Linked DNA regions of Sus scrofa: region 1 is linked to region 2. The links are chromatin contacts, called in public promoter capture Hi-C maps. All regions are on one chromosome and are shown on one strand. The core of a region is the stretch at or near the end of the contact, and the rest is flanking DNA. Distances in the headings are between cores, read along the strand shown. Region 1 holds the start of LOC110261568. Region 2 holds the start of NEO1 (neogenin).

Region 1 (4,053 bases), core at 270-2,769, 520 kb before region 2:
TCTTTGCCATGTGCCCTCCACATGTGCAAGTACCCAGGCCAGGGATTGAACCCGTGCCACATCAGCGACCCAAGCCACTGCAGTGATAATGCTGGACTTTTAACCTGCTGCACCGCCAGGGAACTCAAAATTCGGTTATTTTCTCAGGCTCGACCATCTTCCCTACCTTCCATTAAACTCCTAGCCATCTATCAACACTAAGCTCAAACAGCACATTTCCAGATAAAAGACAAGCACTATCTCTCTGCTTTATTTGGTCCCTGCAGATATTTCTTTTACCGGTCTTATGTTGTCTTACAATGCATTTTATATACAATGCAGTATATAATACATACTATACGTTATAAAGTGTTTTTATGATCGATATTTAAGGTCACCCAGGGTCTAAAATAGGGCAAGTGTTCTGTGGCCTTGGTCAAGTCTCTTCCTCTTTGAGTCTCAGGCATAACACAGGTACTGTGGCTCTGTGACGATGAGAAAAAACATTACATATTTAATATGTTGTATTATATATTAATATTATAATTCATACGTATAGATTATAGATTATAGATCTTACACAGTGCTCAACTAAGGCAAGCCACGACTTTGCCAATGTTCTGGCCTTGAATAGGCGCTTAATGAGCGGAGTTTAGAGACCGCTTCTTTTAAATGACGTCACTACAGGCGACTTAAATCACAGCACGTCTGTACCAGGGCACAGAGTCAAGTGAATTACTTAAAACGAGAACACCTGCTGCGTGGCTGAGAGGTTCTGCATAAAACAGAATCCTCTGAGTAGCCCAGGCAACAGGAATATTAGCTCAACATCCAAGGTCTTCCTGGAATTACTCCAGGTTGGGCGGGAAGGGTCTTTACTGCCCGGTGGGAAGGCCGCCTTCCCCATTGGTTTGCGCGAATGGCTGGATCCCCATAGCCAGTGGCAAAACCACTCCCGGGGCGGCCTAAGGGCCCCCTCTCGGTGACCAGGAGGCCACAGCCTCCTCAAGTACACTGTCAGCTGGTGTCGGCCAGCGTCCGTCCGAACAGCGAACGCAGCGGGAACCCAGGCGGCGATTCCCGCGGCGCCTGGCTCCCAGGGCCAGCCCCGGCCGTGGGGTCTCCCCGCACTCCACACAGGGGCCGAGGGGCGGGGCGCGGTGACGCCAAGAACAGTGACGCCACGACGCAGCGCGACGCGGTGACGCACGCCCCTTTGTTGGCTCAGTAGCGGTAGCAGCGGCCGTGGAGGTGGCGCTGGGGACTGTTTTCTCTCCGAGGCCGGTGCGGAGCCGCGTCTGATTGAGGCGGGCGACGAGCGGCCCCCTCGCTCCCTCCCTCCCTCCTCCGCGCCCTCCCCGCCGCCGCCAGCCGCCAACCGCCAACCGCCGCGCCCGGGGAGGAGCTGCGGCCCGCGGGGCCGGAGCCAGGCCTGCGTCCGGACATCAGCCGGAGCCGGAGCGAGAGCCGGGGCCTCGGCGTCCCCGCCCTCTCCCCGCCTTAGGGCCAGCGTCTGCCGGGCCCCCGCGCGTCGCGCCATGGACTCGGACGAGGGGTACAACTACGAGTTCGACGAGGACGAAGAGTGCAGCGAGGAGGACAGCGGCGCCGAGGAGGAGGAGGACGACGACGACGACGAGCCGGACGATGATAACCTGGATCTGGGCGAGGTGGAGCTGGTGGAGCCTGAGCTGGGCGTCGGCGGGGAGCGGGACGGACTGCTGGGCGGGGAGACGGGCGGTGGCGGCGGCAGTGCTCTGGGGCCCGGCGGCGGCGGCGGCGGCAGTGGCGGCGGCGGCGGCGGGTCGGGGCACGAGCAGGAGGAGGATTACCGCTACGAGGTGCTCACAGCCGAGCAGATTCTGCAACACATGGTGGAATGTATCCGGGAGGTCAACGAGGTCATCCAGGTGAGAGTGGCCCCCACGCCTGCTTGATCGGTCTGGACCCAGGAGCGGATTCGTGCTGCTCGCGCGGTCCCGAGGGGCAGGCCTGGGCCTGGTGCTCAGCTCAGCCCGGTACCTCCCAGCCCTGTCTCCTCCGCTGCCCCTGCTGGGGGTAGAGCAGACATTTGCCGGGTGTGGGGAGGTGCGCTGGAGGCGGTGCTTTCCAGGTCCTGCTATGGCGGAGGCCTCCGGCCGCCTAAGACTTCTCTCTTGGACGCAGTTCCTGCCGGTCCTGGCCCCGGTGTTACTCCTCTGGCCCATGGAGCACCTACCAGGGCAGAGTGGAGAAGAGCTGGAAGAACTGGGCCCCTAAGACTGTTTCTCCGGCCTTCAGCCTCACTTGAGCACTTTTGGAAGGGGTTAGAGTAGGCCTAAGAGCTGCTTGTTGTACGGTTGCCCCAAGTGGACACCAGTTAATAAAGGAATGGATCTGCTTGGCAGTCTTAAGTGCCTACTTAAAGGTGGGGGAAGGGAAGTGTTTCTTGGAAGAGGTGTTCGTGGGTCTTCTTTTCTGATGGTGAGGCTTCTGCTTGCATCTTTTTAAATCTTTGCTATTTGTTTGGGACCCAACTACTACTTTTTTCAGTTGTAGCGTACTTAAGCTGTTGGAACAGTTGCAGCGAATTGCATACCCAGCCTTGCAGCTAAAACAACAGCAAAGCGTAGTGTTATTGTTTAATATTGGACAAGCCTCTATTGTGAGTTAGTAAGTAGAGGCTTTCTGCTTCTGGACTCACCCCCTTTCTCTAATAATTTGTATTTCGTGGTCATTAAGTTGGTCTTGGTTTAAATTGATAACCACATCTCATTTAACCTTCTTGTGGGTCGGACTTTGTTTTTGAGCTTAGGACGTCAAAAGTTTCTCTTTGGGAAAAACAGTCATGGGGGTCAGGGATGTGATTGAAGAATAAAAATGAAGCCTTGATTCACTGCAACTTTTAGAAAACACTGGTTACATGGAAAGAAACTATATATACATAAACAGAAGATTACTATTGTCTTGTTGTATGTCAGTCATAACCAATCCCCCACCCCCTTAAAATTGCTTGGCTAATATTCACTGGTAAATTAGTAGTATGTCAGTGCCTACTTGTGAAGTTTGCATGATTTTTTACAGTATTGTTTAGTAGGCGACACTTTCTTTTGAAAATGGAACTATCTATGTAGGCCTATTGGAAGACTGCTTTGAATAATAGTTTAAAAAAATCTGTGATATCTAGTGCTATTACTAAACAGTGGAAATCTCAAACTTTCCTATAGATAATGTAGTTTGAGGAGAGAATTGAAGGGTTGTAGAAGAAAGATAAGTTTTACTTTTTTTTCTAATTCTTAAAATATGACAGTTGAGGTCTTAGGTCACTAAATTGAAAATTTTTCTTTCTTTGAGGAAACTTGAATTTACAGTGAAACTTTGAATTCTTTTTTTTTGTTTATTTACTGTATAAAGTATATAGCAAATCTATAAAGTGGTTTTCAAACTTATTACCTAGGTTTTTTGGCATTTTAGTTAGCTTTAAAAATTCATGGCTATTTATTTTTTAACTTAGGTGTGTTTTCATGTAGTTAAATCTCATCCAACTTTTTCAACTCTTAAGTGTGCCCTTAATCACTGAGGTCAAACCTTACAAATTCTTTATGTCATTTCTGGAACAAAGATGTAGCTAATGCATATGATATCTTTTTTTTGTTAGTTTAGGGGGAAAGGAGTAAGTGCTGATGAACTGAACTCAGACCTACAAAATACTAGGGATTTTTTTTTTTTTTTTTTAGGTGTCCTGCTTTAACCATGTTTCCATAACAGATTTTTGAAGAAAACTGCTATTCTACTCCATGTTAAGGATGCTCTTAAATAGAATTGCACAATATCTTAGTATCTTTCCCTTGTTAAAAGTTCATATTTAGGAATATCAGTAAATCAAAGGATAGGAGTTAGCCCAGACCATTTCCTCTCCAAATAGTACACATTAGATCTAAACTAGGCTTTGGTTATGTTATAGGTTATGTTTGTTAAATTTAAACTTAAAAAGTTACATAGGTAACATACTGTTAGAAAACAGGTATTGGGTAAGGAGAAAAAAATAATTATTTTACCTGCCACTTTGAGATATATACCAGAATTTGAACTGTG
Region 2 (3,798 bases), core at 1,170-3,669:
CTCAAGAATATTTGGTCTAGTTATTTTTGGCCTGTACTTTGATAACTTACACTAACACACAATGGCCAGTCTGTTTTCTTTGCTCTAAAAGTTTCTTTGTGCACTATTCCTTGAACATGGGTCTCACGTTCTAACTTTACTTAGATGAAAAAAAGTTAATTTCACAAATGGTTTAATGTCACTTCATAGATTAATAGTTTAGACTACATAAAAATGTGTTGATTAGTTGTATAAGTGTGGACTTAAGTATTAGTTGAAAATCTTGTTTGGAGAATGAAAATGATAAATCAGATGCCTAAGGAAATCTTTTCTCAGGGATGCCTTAAAGAGAATATCTACAAAGTCAGTTACACTGAAACAAGGTGAAGAATTTGAATTCAATTGTGTCTGGGTTACTTTATAATCTTATTCTTGAACTGATATAAAATCTGTAACTTTTAATCTACACCTGCTCCATCAATTAGGGGTGTATTAGAGTAGATTTAATTAAAACTGTGATTTAAACACAATCCAGCAATATGGTTTAGTCGCCCTATTTTACAGAAAGTGCTTTAAACTTTTGATTTAACCCTGAAATAAAGAGTGCACCGATAAATTAACTAGACAGTTCACAAAGGTCATAAATCAAAACCAATTTGATTACTTTATTAGCCACAACTCATATTTTTCAAACTTGGAGATGAATGCAAGTTTTCTTTTAGAAGTCACAATATGCATTTTATTCTTATGCTACAATGAAAAATTTCCACTTAGAAAAGATATCTGAATATTAACATTTGCCAGGCAATTTATAGTTTCCAAAGCGCTTTCTCATTAATTATCTCGGAAAACGGAATAATGATGTGATTATTAAAGGTTAATTAAGCAAATACTTGTGAAGTAATTGGGAGGTAATCTATTTCTAATTTAACAGGTCAATCAGGGGTATTTAGGAAATATTTTTGCCGGTTAACAACTCTAACCAAAACAAAAAGATATTTAAATTGTTTCCTTAGTGGAAAACAATAAGCCAGTGTTTGCTCTTTTAAGAGTCAATTGTTTTAAAGGGTTCCTGATTCCGCCGTTTTGATGATTTGAGACGTTCTATGAAGATTCTGAGTTTATCCTTCCCAATGTAACGCAAACCTTACACTGCTTTTTGCCACTTCAGGATAAAAAATAATCTGAGGACGGTAATTACGAGAAGGCACAGAGGGACGTGGAAGTCAGACAACTAGCCATCTACTCGTGGAAAGCAACATGTTTTGGCTATTGACTATATAGAACGGTGAATTAAAACCCAATTCATATTAACAATCAAACATGACACTCCAAGTGCATAATGATACAAAGAAATTTTCTCTAAATATTTTCTATGAGTGCAGCTTATAACACTGTCAGTATTCTCATCAGCAGTCTGACTACACAACTGCTTTTCCCTAACTTTGGGTAGCCTGGGCGCTGCCTCACAATTACCAAGTGGTTTAAAATCACTCCCCTCCTGCTCCCAGTTTACCAGCGAAGAGACGTGATTTCCAGGTACGAAAATGCGAGGTGACCCGCAAAAATAGAGGTGAAAGGTCTCAGTTACAGTCCGAGGACCAGCCGCTGGGAGTCACGGGGCTCGGCCCGGGCCCCCGCACTGGCTTCAGGAGTGGACACCGGGCACCTTTGTCTGTGCCCTGCTTCCCTGGACGCCGGCCGAGAGCCGTGGGTGGGGGCGCGGGCCCCGCAGTCCGGGCGGGCCCGGCTCTGTCCCCGGGAAGCTCGCGGCGAGGGCGGCCCGGCCGGGAAGCGGGAGGTCAGCGGCGACGCGGCGGGCCGCCTCCCACGGGAGCCGCGCCAGGTCCCAGCAAGAGCCGGGTGGGATCGCTATTGTTTTTGGCCAGCATATAAATCCCCGCGCCGACCCTCTGCGCACCCAGGTTTCCTCCCGGAGACCATTTGGTTTCCTTTGAGGCCCTATATAGAGGCCCTAGGCCCAGGCTGAAGAGAGGTGCGCGTCCGCTCAGGCCTCCCGGACAAGCCCGGGCTCGGAGCGTCCCTCGCTCTCAGGTCTCTGCAGCCCGAGGCGTCTAGGCAGGTGAGGGAAAGGGAGGGGGGAAAGGTGGTGAGAGGATTTCTGCCGGTTCTGGAAGCAAGAGAGGCGGGGGCGCGCGGGGGCTAGGAGGAGGAGGAGGAGGAGGAGGATCCGCTTCTCCGGGGTTTCCCTGACGCCAGCAGCAGCACTCGGCGCGCGCGCCCCGCGCCGGTCCTCGGCTCCCGGGAGAAGGGGGAGGGGATCGGGCCCGCCGACTCGGCCCGCGAGGCGGCAGCCGGGATTGGAGCGAGGGCGGGCCGCGCGCCCAGCCGATGGGGTGCGGGCGAGGGAGGCGCGCGCCTGCGCGTGCGCGGGGGTGCGCGCCCCGGGTCCCCGCCCCCCACCCCCGCCGCCCGCGGTCTCCGCCCCCCTCGCGCTGGTGTGTGGAGCCGGAGTCGGCGGCGGGTGGCGGCGCCTGGAACCTGGAGACCGACCGACCCCCCCCCCCCCGCCTCGCCACGGAATGTACTGACTCCCCCCCTTGCCTCCCCTCTCCGCCCCCCTGCAGGAGGGAGGCGCCCCCGAGTCTCCCCTCCCGCGAGAGGGGCCGCGAGGGCCGGGCCGAGCCGGGCTGGAGCAGCAGCGGCGGCGGCGGCCGTGGGAGCCGAGCCTGCAGCGAGGGACCGGCTGAGGCGCGCGGGAGGGAAGGAGGCGAGGGTTCCGCGGCGCTGCGGCGGCCGCCGCCGCCGCTCGCGGGGAAGAGATGGCGGCGGAGCGGGGAGCCCGGCGACTCCTCAGCACCTCCTCTTTCTGGCTCTGCTGCCTGCTGCTGCTTGGGCGCCGGGCGTCGGGCGCCGCGGCCACCAGGAGCGGCTCTCCACCGCAGTCCCCAGGTAAGCAGCGGCCGCGGGGTGCGGGCCCGGGCGGCGCGGGGTGGGGGCGGGGGCGCGGCATCGGTACCGCCGGCGGCGGCAGCGGCAGCTACGGTGTTTTTGTTTAGGCTCCAGGAGGAAACGTGCAGAACTTCTCTCCCTGGTCCCGGGTTGTGGAGGAGAAAGGGGGTCGTGCAGGGTGGAGAGTGAAGTGGGCAGGCGGGGGCGCCGCCGGAGGAGGAGAGGCCGTGGGGGCGCGTCGGGGGCTCCAGGGTCTAGTTCTGCGCTTTGTACCCGGAGGCAGGTTCACCCCTCGCCTCCCTCCCCTCCCCCAGGCTCATCCCACTTGTAAGAGTGGGACATTCTTGTGCTCACACAAGCACCAGTAGAGGCCACTACACACCTCATTAAATAAACAATCGTACGGCCAATTCATTAATTTTCAGGAAAGGAAGGGGGAGGGGGGCTTGAACTCCGCATTCTCTGGCCAGGGATTTCCCAGGGAAGCTCTGGTTGATCTCGGGGGACTACTCGTGCGGGATTTGTAGCCCAGAGGCTGCGGAAGAGAGAGTGTGTCAGAGGGACACAATTGTCCCCTCATAATCAGTGGTGTTGACTTAACGATGAGGGCGCCTTGGAGAACAGCTCTAAGTGATTATATCTGTTAGTGTTTCCGTTATGAAAATGCCTCATCTTTCCTGGGGATTACAACTATATTTACAGCCTATTAACCGCTCTTAACCTAGGGAATTGTCTAAGCATCGGATTTTAAGTACTTGTACATTGTTTTCAAGTGGCAATATCTAAATATATTTAGCCGTAAAGCCATTTTCGGTTTTTTTTTTTTATATCATAGATTATTGAAATCGCCTGCATTCCCACTTACTTAAGGGGACCAATTAACAAAACTGCACACCTGCCCGTAAA

The links. Promoter capture Hi-C pulls out the DNA fragments that hold promoters and counts their contacts.
Region 1: a contact with region 2 is called in a promoter capture Hi-C map of liver, with 6 times the contacts expected there. The contact joins the promoter of LOC110261568 here to the promoter of NEO1 in region 2. A contact is called at or near these places in 1 of 5 promoter capture datasets (liver) and 1 of 47 Hi-C or Micro-C datasets (heart right ventricle).

What each region holds. Positions count from the first base shown.
Region 1 is chr7:60,821,254-60,825,306 of Sscrofa11.1, reverse strand. It overlaps LOC110261568, which reads right to left and starts at 1,519. Exons shown (of 2, transcript XM_021099104.1): 1 at 560-1,519; 2 at 1-464. The coding sequence starts at 1,519. The coding sequence ends at 719. It overlaps ARIH1 (E3 ubiquitin-protein ligase ARIH1), which reads left to right and starts at 1,190. Exons shown (of 14, transcript XM_021099101.1): 1 at 1,190-1,889. The coding sequence starts at 1,518.
Region 2 is chr7:60,298,513-60,302,310 of Sscrofa11.1, reverse strand. NEO1 (neogenin) reads left to right here and starts at 2,419. Exons shown (of 28, transcript XM_021099093.1): 1 at 2,419-2,892. The coding sequence starts at 2,763.